3 separate regions of the Sus scrofa genome follow, and regions 1 and 2 are each linked to region 3. The links are chromatin contacts, called in public Hi-C and HiChIP or PLAC-seq maps. All regions are on one chromosome and are shown on one strand. Each heading gives the region's core, a stretch centred on a gene start, on an enhancer-like site or on the middle of the called end of the contact. The rest is flanking DNA. Distances are from core to core; before and after follow the strand shown.

What was found. A called contact is a pair of places that touch in the nucleus more often than the background predicts. HiChIP or PLAC-seq counts read pairs in DNA pulled down with a chosen protein or histone mark.
Region 1: a Hi-C map of embryonic fibroblasts shows a contact between it and region 3, with 2.0 times the contacts expected there. The contact joins the enhancer-like site here to the promoter of LOC100524475 in region 3. A contact is called at or near these places in 1 of 5 promoter capture datasets (liver) and 4 of 47 Hi-C or Micro-C datasets (embryonic fibroblasts, fibroblasts and liver).
Region 2: an H3K27ac HiChIP or PLAC-seq map of skeletal muscle shows a contact between it and region 3, with 3 times the contacts expected there. The contact joins the enhancer-like site here to the promoter of LOC100524475 in region 3. A contact is called at or near these places in 17 of 47 Hi-C or Micro-C datasets (brain, embryonic fibroblasts, fetal heart ventricle and 8 more) and 1 of 2 datasets of contacts at active chromatin or transcription factors (skeletal muscle).

The regions. Positions count from the first base shown.
Region 1 is chr1:234,548,011-234,551,688 of Sscrofa11.1, reverse strand. The region is part of intron 3 of SPATA31D1 (spermatogenesis-associated protein 31D1); the gene reads right to left. Among named protein-coding and RNA genes, the nearest start is that of SPATA31D1, 180 kb to the right of the region's middle. Within about 2 kb of position 2,343, at least 5 of the 83 cell types and tissues checked have an H3K27ac peak or open chromatin away from gene starts, as enhancers often do. A contact at or near this core is called in embryonic fibroblasts and liver, where this site is marked.
Region 2 is chr1:234,234,499-234,237,905 of Sscrofa11.1, reverse strand. No RefSeq gene overlaps it. Among named protein-coding and RNA genes, the nearest start is that of SPATA31D1, 130 kb to the left of the region's middle. Within about 2 kb of position 1,740, at least 3 of the 83 cell types and tissues checked have an H3K27ac peak or open chromatin away from gene starts, as enhancers often do. A contact at or near this core is called in skeletal muscle, where this site is marked.
Region 3 is chr1:234,368,579-234,372,020 of Sscrofa11.1, reverse strand. It overlaps LOC100524475 (transducin-like enhancer protein 1), which reads left to right and starts at 1,366. Exons shown (of 20, transcript XM_003480540.4): 1 at 1,366-2,727. The coding sequence starts at 2,704. It overlaps SPATA31D1 (spermatogenesis-associated protein 31D1), which reads right to left and starts at 1,055. Exons shown (of 7, transcript XM_005660180.3): 1 at 937-1,055.

The DNA of each region.
Region 1 (3,678 bases), core at 1,094-3,593, 180 kb before region 3:
CTGAAGAACAACAGATTTTAAGGCAAAATCCTTTAAAAATGCATTTAAAACAGTGGCTAAGGTGTTCATCATTCATTCATATACCACATTTTTATTGACCTCTGCTTTGTAGTATTTCTACTAGAAATGCCAAGAAAATAAGGCATTGCCTCCATCACCAGTAAGTGAGATCTGCAAACAACTATAATAAAATAATATGAACTATAAAAGTAGGAATAAGAACACAACAAAAATACAGATAAAGGAGCAATTAATTCTTCTACCAGGAAGAAGATGAGAGTGGAGCAGGGAAAATTTCCGAGCTGGTGCCCATTGAAATGGGCCTTGTAAGATCACCTCCTCCTCTCTTCTTCCCCTCGGCCCTTGACCCTCTTCCTCTTCCCCTTCCTCCCCCTCCTTTTCTTCTTTCTTTAGACTTTATTTTTTTTAGAACAGTTTAAGGTTCACAGTAAAATTGAGCAGAAGTATAGAGTCCTCATATGCCATCTGATCCCCCAACAGCCCTACACACACACACACACACACACACACACACACACACACACACACACACACGCAGAACCTCACCTATCAACATCTAGCATCAGAGTGAGACGTTTGTTACAATCAAACCTACATTGACATATCCTTGTCACCCAGAGGCCATGGTTTACATGGGTTTAAACAAACAGATAATGGCATGTATCCATCATCACAGTATTGGACAGAGTAGTTTCACTGCCCTAAAATCCTCTGTGCTCTGCCTATTCACTGCATCTTCCACACCAATCACTGGAAACCACTCACCTTTTTATTGTCCCCAGAATTTGGCCTTTTTCAGAATATCAGATAGTTGAAATCATACAGTGTGTAGCCTTTTAATATTGGCTTCTTTCATTTAGAAACATGCAATTAAAGTTACTGAATGTATTTTCATGGCTTAATAGCGCATATCTCTTTAGCACTGAATACTGGTCCATTGCCTGGATGGACCACAGCTGATTTATCCATTCACCTTGGACATCTTGTTTGCTTCACAGTTTTGGAACCTATGAATAAAGCTCCTATAAACTCATTTTTTTAAATACCACATTATTGAGATATAACTCACATACCATACAATTCACCCATTAAAAGTGGCTTTTAATGGCTTTTAGTATATTCACAATGTTGTGCATCTATCACTACATTCAATTTTAAAATATTTGCATCACTCTAAAAAAGAAACTCTGTCCCCTTAGACTTCACCCTTCAATCTCATCATTATCCCCAGCCCTAGGTTATCATTAATGTACTTTCTCTACAGATTTGCCAACTCTGGAATTCATATGAATGGAACTATCCACTATGTGGCCTTTTGTATTTGGCTTCTTTCACTTAGCATAACGTTTTCAGGGTTCGTCCATGTTATAACATGCATCTGTACTTCATGTCTTTCATGGCAAGTAATACTCCATTGTGTGGATATACCACATTTTGTTTATACATTGATCAGCTGATGAACATTTGGGTTGTTTCTACTTTTGGCTATTATGAATAAAGCTGCTAAGAATACTTACGTACATATTTTGGTGCAGACATACGCTTCCATCTCTTGCTCATTCATTTTCACAATAACTTAAAAGTTACACTTTGTCTAAGCTTGTTGTTTTCTGAGACTTCTGGTAACAAGACCATATCAGACTCCCTATGAAATTACATCTTTGGGGTCTAAATGCAATTTTTATCAAATTCCGGGTGCATCAATTTCCCCTCCTGCCAACACTCTTGAAATTAGCCTTTGAATCAGCAGGAATGATGGTGATGCATAATGTTTAACATTTTAAAGTAATTAATGCCTTATGTTCTCAAGGGTCTATTCTTAGAAAAGGGTGTGGGAAGAGGAAATGCAATCCAGCCAAAGTGAAACATGAGCAAACCTGTAACATATATAAAGTGCATATCTGATCACACTAAAGCATCAGGCATGTGTCTGAGGATGAGAGTAGCCAAAAAGTAGGCTAAAAAAAGAAGGGATCTCAATTGTGAAAGACTTTGAATGACAGTTTAAGAACCTTGAACTTTCTACCAAGGCAGTGGGAAGCTAAGGTTTTCGTAATGAGAAGAATGGCATGCCCAGATCTCTGTTTGGGAAAGATGTCTGGCAAGCTGGTTGAGAGTGAGGGGGAAATATGCAGATTAATCACTGTATCACATAGAACTCTTTTTGCCGATAATAGAAAACCTGATGAATTCTACCTTAAGCAAAGCATTTTAATTTATTGGCTTCTATTTCTCCACAAGACAGGAGAAGATTCAGCTTCTGGCTCACCATCTCTTGGTTGTGCTTTCTTGGTGTTGACTCATTCTTAAGCCACATCTCTCGTAGTCCCAAGATGGCATCCAGCCAGGACAAACAGAATTGTTGCCACAGTTTCTCAACTAAAGTCCCAATATTCAACTAACTGGAAACAGCTCAGGCCATAAAAACACCCCTAAAATAATTACTGGGAACCAGAGGATATTACTGGCCTAGTTTAAACCAGTGCTACTCAAAGTGTGGTCCATGGATCAGTGGCTGTTTCCATATTTTTGTCATCAACTGCAACAAGATAAGTATAGAAATTAAAGATGATTAGAAACTTTTGTTACAATTTGACAGATTAATTAAATCTAATAATAAAAAATTGAGGCCTGTATTTTGTGGGCCACTGTGCCATTTTTCCAGCAATTCATTTTTATAATACTTTGTGCAAGTGCCAGCCCACAAAGGATGGAGGTGTGGGAGAGGAAGCAAAATGGTCCTTCACTGTAGACAGTTTGAGAAACTGTAGTCGCATGTACATGCTCCACTATGAAGCCTGGGGTGAGTCAGCCGTCTGGAAGTACACAGAGAGACTTTGGAGAGATTCTTCCCTCTTGCCACAAAAGAGGGCAAAAACAAATGTCCATTATAATCATGGGATCTTATTTGGAGAGAAGGACACTTCCAGAATTACTTTAGCTCTCTTATTTTCTCACGCCTTTTTCTACATTGACCTACCCTTATTCAGAGTTGCTAGTAAGACTTTACTCTTTGTAAGCCTTGGATATGGCCCTTTTAATAGGCTAAACATTACATGGGCATTCACCTACTCTGCCCACTGGAACTTTTATTACTAAAATCAAAGCATTCGAATGGCTCTCTTAAGCCATTAAGAGAAAAACAACTTTGAGCTAGACTAACACAAGGTAATTACTAAGCTGAGCCAAATTCCTTTGCCATGCTCTTGGCACTGAGGTATGGAAACTCTAGAGCCCTATAAGAGGTCTGAAGGAAAAAAAAAAATGTTTAAGACAAATTTTAGGGATCTAAGTTTCTCATTAAAAATACATTTTAGAAAATTGTTTTAAGTTAACTTGCTAGGGCAGTTGTATGGCAAGGAAACGTGCAGCAGTTTGGCAAATTGCAGCTTTCACACTTTTCTTTTAAAATAAAATGGAAATAATAAAAACACAATTAAAAATAAAATTAAAAAAACATAATCTGAAAGAGTATTTTGATTCTTTTTCTAATTAAAGCTCTGCAATTAAAGTTTTGCTGGAGAGCAACCTGTGTCTTTAATCCCACAAAGGGCTAGTACATGCACAGGACTTGAACTGTCTGCTAACGTCAGAGCTGGAAGTGACCTTGAGACCTTTCTAGCCTGGTCTTCTCATTTTACAAATTGGAAACTGAGG
Region 2 (3,407 bases), core at 491-2,990, 130 kb after region 3:
ATGTGGTGTAGGCCAGCAGCTGCAGCTCCAATTCGACCTCTAGCCTGGGAACTTCCATATGCCATGGAGGCAGCCCTAAAAAGATAGGAAAAAAAGAAAGAAAAAAAATAGAATGAGAATTACCCTAGGTGTTCTTCTAGGGGAGTGGTTTCCAGGAACCCTCCCAGTGCCCATTGACTATTTGAGCCAGTGTTGCATCCTGAACGTGTGGAGGAGTTGGACTGAGTTTCATAGACCAGCATTGTAAGGGTATGAGTAGTGGAGAAAAAACAAAACTTGAAACATACAGAGTCAGAAACTAGTATGGAAAATATGTCTCATTGTCAGTTCTTAGTAGAAAATTTGGTTCTCATTGAAGGTGAGTAAGTGGAAGTTCTTTCCTCTCAGGAATATAACCTGATAATGCAACATACACAGTTATAAAGACACCATATATTTTTTTTTCTTTTGTGAAGGGAATAGTGGAAAATACAAAATTGGCATAGGTCCTCGCAGGGAACTGAATGGGAGTGAGGCGCCTAAAGCTGAAGCTTCATCCGTTTCATTGTAAATCTGCCTTGGAAAATGCTTTTCAAAATTATATGAAGAGATAGCCAAAGGTGCAAGCAAAAAATGTGGAAAAAATATTATGGAGGTGCAGCAGATAGGGACAAACGTCAACATATTTTTATACATTTTGTGACCTTTGTGATCTTTTCTATTAAAAAAAATTAATAATATGTTGTGACTTTTTTTCATTCTAAAGAAATACAAAGTATTTCTTTTATTAAAGGGCACCTCCCTCTCCCTGACAAAATGTTTTAAGAAGCTCCAGGCCTCACAAAAAAAATCTGGATTTGCCTCTACTGAGAGTAGCTATCAGATGACTTTGGTTCATTCATTTCCCTAAACATTCGTGAAATTCACCTCACAGCATTTCATGTCCTTCTGGAGAGGTGTTCACTTCCGGTTTTCTTTAGGGACCGGGAATGTGGCATCTTTGTGATTTCTGTGTTTGCAAATTCTAAAGCGATAAGATTCCTCTTGCTGTCTAATGGTACAACAGTTGTTTTGGACTCTGTAATAACCTCAGCTTCAGGATCTGGGAGAGCGTTGCTTTTTGCCAGCAAGCAGAACACAAGGCAAGACTTTTGGCTTAGCATAAAATAGTGTTGAAATTGTGTATTATAGTAGAGTACTATTAACTACAGTTTATGCACAAATAGGCCAAGGCCCAGGGGAAAAAAATTGCTTTACCCAAGTTCATGGGATAATGAATATCAGAGCTGCAATTATAATTTTCCAACTCCCCAACTGTACATGCAATTTGCAGGTTTACAATCCTGTACAAAAAACCGACAGAGAACACAGATGGGCTTCTAACCCCTACTAATGAGAGCATCACTCTTCATTGCAGGGATAATTAAGCAAATATTTAGTGGTCAGAAACCCACCCAGACTTTAAATAAAATCAATCAAACCCCAATCCCTTGGGAGATGTTGATTTTGGATTTTTTTTTTTTTAACTCGGAAATGTAACTTTGTGTGTGTGTGTGTGTGTGTGTGTGTGTGTAGTTCTTATTTTTATAATTTAAAGCAGAGGAGAGTTAATCCAGTTGTATTATGCCTATTGAAGAGCCACATTCTCCAGAAAGGCTTGCTCTGACACTCAAAAGGCGCCAGGTCAGAAGAGCATTTTCTCTTTGTGGATTGCTCTTTTTTTCCCCTCAGAATTTTCTTTCTTCCTTATGGAATTAGACCCTTTAAGTAAATTGCAAACAGTACTCCCTGTGTGAGGCAATGTCTAGCCCAGTACACTATGTGACACAGTCATTGACATTTCTTGTGTAAATAACAGCAGTTGGATTCAGCATTTTCAAGAATGGGAGTTGAAAAAAGAATGAACTATTTTTTCCAAGATAAAGCATACTATATGTTCTAGAAATTCAAAAGGTCTGAGGAATGAAAGGAACAAATTAATATATAAGCCTTGCGTTATTTTTGTTCCAACCGGTCCATTCCACCTTCCCCTCATAATTCTCTTTAGTCAGCTATACTTTCCTTTTTTCCATAGAATTTATCACCTTTGAACAAACTCTAGACTTTATTTATTTATTGTGGCTATAGTTTATTATCTGTCTCTGCCTGCTAGAATGTAAGATCTAAGGGGACAAGAATTTTTATCTGGGTGTATCCCAAGCACCTAAAATAGCACCTGGCATACAATAGGGGCTCAAGAAATAGTTGCTGGATGACCATGTACTATGTGTCAGCACTTGGAGAGCAAAAAGTGAATATGATATTATGCTTTCCTTTGAGAAGCTTAATTACTTTCTCCACGGATTGAAATTCTAGAATTTTGGCATTAAATATTTGTACCATTCTTTCTTATCCTTCCCATTAGAACCCTGATTTGTTTGAGGTGGCAGCATGTCTAATAAAAACAGCCCATGATGTAACTTTCCTCACAGCTTTTCTTTTAATTCTGGCCAACAAGACACAAGCTGAATTCTCTTAGGGATATCTAGGAAAGTTTTGTTTTCCTGATAAAGACATTTCCATTTCCTCTTTGTCACTTCTTTCTTCTTCCTGTCTGGAACATGGATATGATGCTTGGGGGTCTAGCTGCCATTTTGAGGTTAGGAGGGGTGAAAGCAAAATGCTAAAGATGACAGAGTGAAAAGATAGAACAGAATGGCCTACTCCTAGGCTTGTTACAAGGGAAATATATAATATTTGGTTAAGCTTTTTTTTTTTTTTTGTGGTCTTTTTGCCATTTCTTGGGCCGCTCCTGTGGCACATGGAGGTTCCCAGGCTAGGGGTCGAATAAGAGCTGCAGCTGCCAGCCTACGCCAAAGCCACAGCAACACGGGATCCAAGCCACGTCCTCGACTCACACCACAGCTCATGGCAATGCCAGATCCTTAACCCACTGAGCAAGGGCAGGGATCAAACCTGAAACCTCATGGTTCCTAGTCAGATTCATTAACCACTGCGCCACAATGGGAACTCCTGGTTAAGCTTTTTTTTAAAAATGTGGATCTACATTATACTGAACCAAAAAAAAACAATCCTACAAAATACACCCATCTCAAATTATGACTTAGCTAAACATCTTTGATATATTTCATGATCCCAATCTTTCTGAGAGTTAAGCCCACTGGATAAATTCTACATTTTGGTGCCGTACTATTGTGGACTCAGGGAGTCTCAGAAATAGAGAGGAAAGGAAGATGACTGGAGGACAGAGGATTCCTGCTATGAGGAATATACTTCCCAAATGAATTCATAGTCATTAAAGTATCTCTGCTGTAACTGCTCTTAAGAAAGCAACTACTTTTTAGTAGAGGGTTTATGTTTATTTTCCTCCCCTCTTGGGGCACTAGCTTATAGTAGATTTATTGCTATGCATGTACAGAGACTAAGTA
Region 3 (3,442 bases), core at 117-2,616:
CTGGAGATTTATACATTTTGCCTTGTCTATTTAAATTTTTGGAATCCCTTTTAAGTCAAGTTCCACCTCATAAGAATTTTAGCCAGGTCATTTATCCAAAGCTTCCCAATCAATGCCTTACACAGCTCAGCCGGCCAGAGGGGCGGGGGTGGGGGTACCATCCGAACTATGGAGGTGGGGTGGGCAGGACAGGTTTTTCAGGTCTAGATGCTGTTTATCCCACACACTCTCTCTCTTTGTTTCTACTAATTGGAAACAGACTCGTGGTCATGTTGCTGAGAAGCCCCTAGAAGTCTGAGCAGCTCTCTATCTCCCAACACAGCGAAATCTGGACTTTTAACAGAAGAACCGAAATTTCGCGCCGCGGGCAAAATATCGCATCTGAGACTACGACGCGCGTGCCTTACCCTGGGTTCCTTCCCGCCAAATCAAGGCAGCCCGATCTTTTTGCAAGGTGGTTTGAAATTTTCTAATAAAAACCAACTCCTACCACCTTGGGTGCAAAGGGGGCGTGGGCATTAAAAGCCTAGTCTTAGGCGGCTGCTGTATGTACGCCAGCCAATGAGTTGCTCATGTACGCATTTTCCACCAAGTGCACAGTCCACTTCTCCTGCATCCGCCAAAAGGCAGCTCGAGGAAAAACAATCCTCAGAGAAATTTTTGAATGTGACCTCACTTTCAATAGTAGCATCAAACAGGGGACAAGCACCGAAAGATTCCTTTGGCTCGAACTACCAAAAAGCACCCCTTCTCCCTCATAAGAACCTACGGGGTTAGTCTCTGAGTTTCACTGAGATCTAAAGATTTTCATTAAAGGGAAAAGTGACAAGTGGGCAGCATTTTTGCAAATTCGAGCCCCCAGCTTCGACCGCTGCACGTTGGCCTGTCCCTCCCGCTTGCGCGCTCCCGCGCGTTCCCTTGCTTGCCCCACGTTACTTTGACTGACAGCCCGGCCCCGCCGCTCTCCTTCTCTCCGACCTTCCCATCCCCGGTGCCAATCTTCGCGTCTCGCCGCTTTCCATTGGCTGGTTTCGGCGTCCCGCGGCTCCTTCAGGAACAGTTCCTCGCCGAGCCCGGGAGGACGCGGCTGGCGGAGGGGAGGTGGGGGTGGATGGGAGGAGAGACGGGGGAGACGGCGGAGAGGGAAGCAAGCGGGGCGGGAGAGAAAGGAGGGAGAAGGGGAGACAGCCCGTCCGGTGCCGCGCTGCCATAGGCTCTGGGGAGGTGTCGCGTCACCACCCCACGTTGGGTCTGGCGCATGCGATTGGCTGACACGGGCCTTCCCGCTCCCCCCTCTCCACTCGCCGGGCCCACGTACCCCGCCAGCTCCTCGCTCTCGCCCCCGCCCGCGCAGGGCTGGGCGGGGCCGGCGCTGGTTAGCTCCGGAGTGTGAAACCGCGTGTTAATGTAACCGGCGCGAGAGGCGCGGGCGGCGGCGGCGGCGGCGGCGGTGGCGGCGGCGGCTGCAGGAGCAGCAGCAGCGGCGGCGGGCACCCTCTGCCCCGCGTCCCTGAGGCAGCCGACTGCGCTACCCCCACCCTCGCACGGCCGGGCGGCTCCCTCGCCACCAGCCCGGACCTTCGCTGGCCCTTGGCGATTACTCCGGACTCGCCCACGGAGTTTGCCTGCTGGGGAAGGAGGCCAAGCGTCGGAGCGCACTCTTGCGCTTTTCCCTACCATCGAGTGGATGTCGTTCCCCGGGTCGTGAGAGAACTTTGGAGCGGGCTGGAGCGCCCTTTGCGGAGAGGTAGACGAAGAGAAGGAAAGAAAGAGGGCTGACGGAGAGGATCGGAAGAAGGGGTCCGGAGTGGCCGGGCGGGCCGTGTGCGGCGAGTGTGCACGGGCCGTGTTGCTCGGATGCGCCCAGGGGTCGAGGAGCAGCGGAAGGCTGCGGGACTACTCTCCGCCGAGTAGTCCCGTCGGGCCAAGAGGGTTTGTACAACCGCGGAAAACAGCAAGAGCGGCCCGCACGGGGCGTGCCGAGACGCCTCCCGGCGCGCCCTCCACACTTTGCCCACCTCGTCGTCATCCCGCGCTCCTCCGCTCGGGTTAAGCCTGCGGAGCGCCGGACACGGAGCCTCCCCCGGGGCCCGGACCTCGCCCCTCGCCGCCTCCAGGGACCCTGCGAGCGCCCGGTCTTGGGCGCCTCCCGGACCTGCAGGGGTCGGCTGTGAACGTCGTCACATTTGTTTTGTGGGGTTAGCGGGGGCGCTTGCCACCTGCACCTCCCCGGCTGCTGGCGCCGCGGGGAAAACCCGGCTAGGAGGCGGACCGGGAGAAGAACGGTGGAGAGCAACCCGCCTGGATTTGTTTGCCCGGGACGGGTGCGGCACACGCGGATCGCTGAGGGGAGCGCAGCGAGTCACCGCGCCCCCACCTCCTCGTCCCGGCGGCCCAGGCTCGCGATTTGGAGTGCGGCCCCGGGCGCCGGCGGCGCCCCGCAGGTTCTAGGTGCAGCGGGGCCCGGGGTGCCCTGTGATGTGGCCCTGAAGGTGGGAGCCCGCACCGGCGGGAACAGGAGCTGCTGGGCGCCGAGTGGCCTCTGCGCCCAGCGGAGCGCGCCTGCGTGCGTGGCCAGCGCGCCCCCCGCACTTCCCGCTACTGCCCGGCTTCTCAGCTTAATTTTCCTCGGCGGGATTAAAGTTGGAAATTGAGCGGAGAATTGAGTTGCCCGGGAACGGAGCCGCGGCCGCCGCCAGAGCGATGTTCCCACAGAGCCGGCACCCGGTGAGGCGCGGCTGGCTGGCTGAGTGGGGGACAGGGGGTGAGGGGTGGTAGGCGCTCTTGCTGTGTGGTAAGGAGATGGGTGGGTGCTGCATTCTGGCCGAACCCCTGGCTTGGGAGGTCGAGGGCCCTCCTCTCCTGGGTTGGGGAGTGGGCTGAAACTCTAAATTTCCCCGTTTGCTCTGTGCCCCCTCCTACTTGAGGTCTAGACTGGGCGGGTGGGGGCGCCCGGAGAGACTGGGGTTTCTTTCCAGCAGACACATCCTCCCCCTTCCCAGAGGCGAGTAGGGCGCCCCCACCTTTGTTTCTCGTCTTGCCTATTTACATGTCAATGCGGCCCCCTTTCCAGCAATGCTGGAGGTGGCCCCGGCGGCTCTGGGAACGGGAAGAGTTGTTTCTCTTCTCTGGTCCCTGGGGTCATTATCGCCCCCGTGAAGGAGGGGCCGGCGGCGACAGCGACAGTCTGGCCCAGTTCTCGGCCGCCCGCCAGGGAGCCCCTATCCCTTCAACCAGGTGACCCTTTCGCACTTAACGCGATTCGTCCTGGAGGCTAGAAGAGGCTCCAAGCCATTTTAGAAGCATCGGATCTGGGGAGGTCCACCTTCCCCCTGCCCATAGTGAAGGGCAAACTCGAGTCCGTAGCTCCGGTTTCTTCCACTTCTAACTTCATTTTTTGTTTATGTCCCACCCACTCTTTCGTCCTCTGACTTACTTCTTT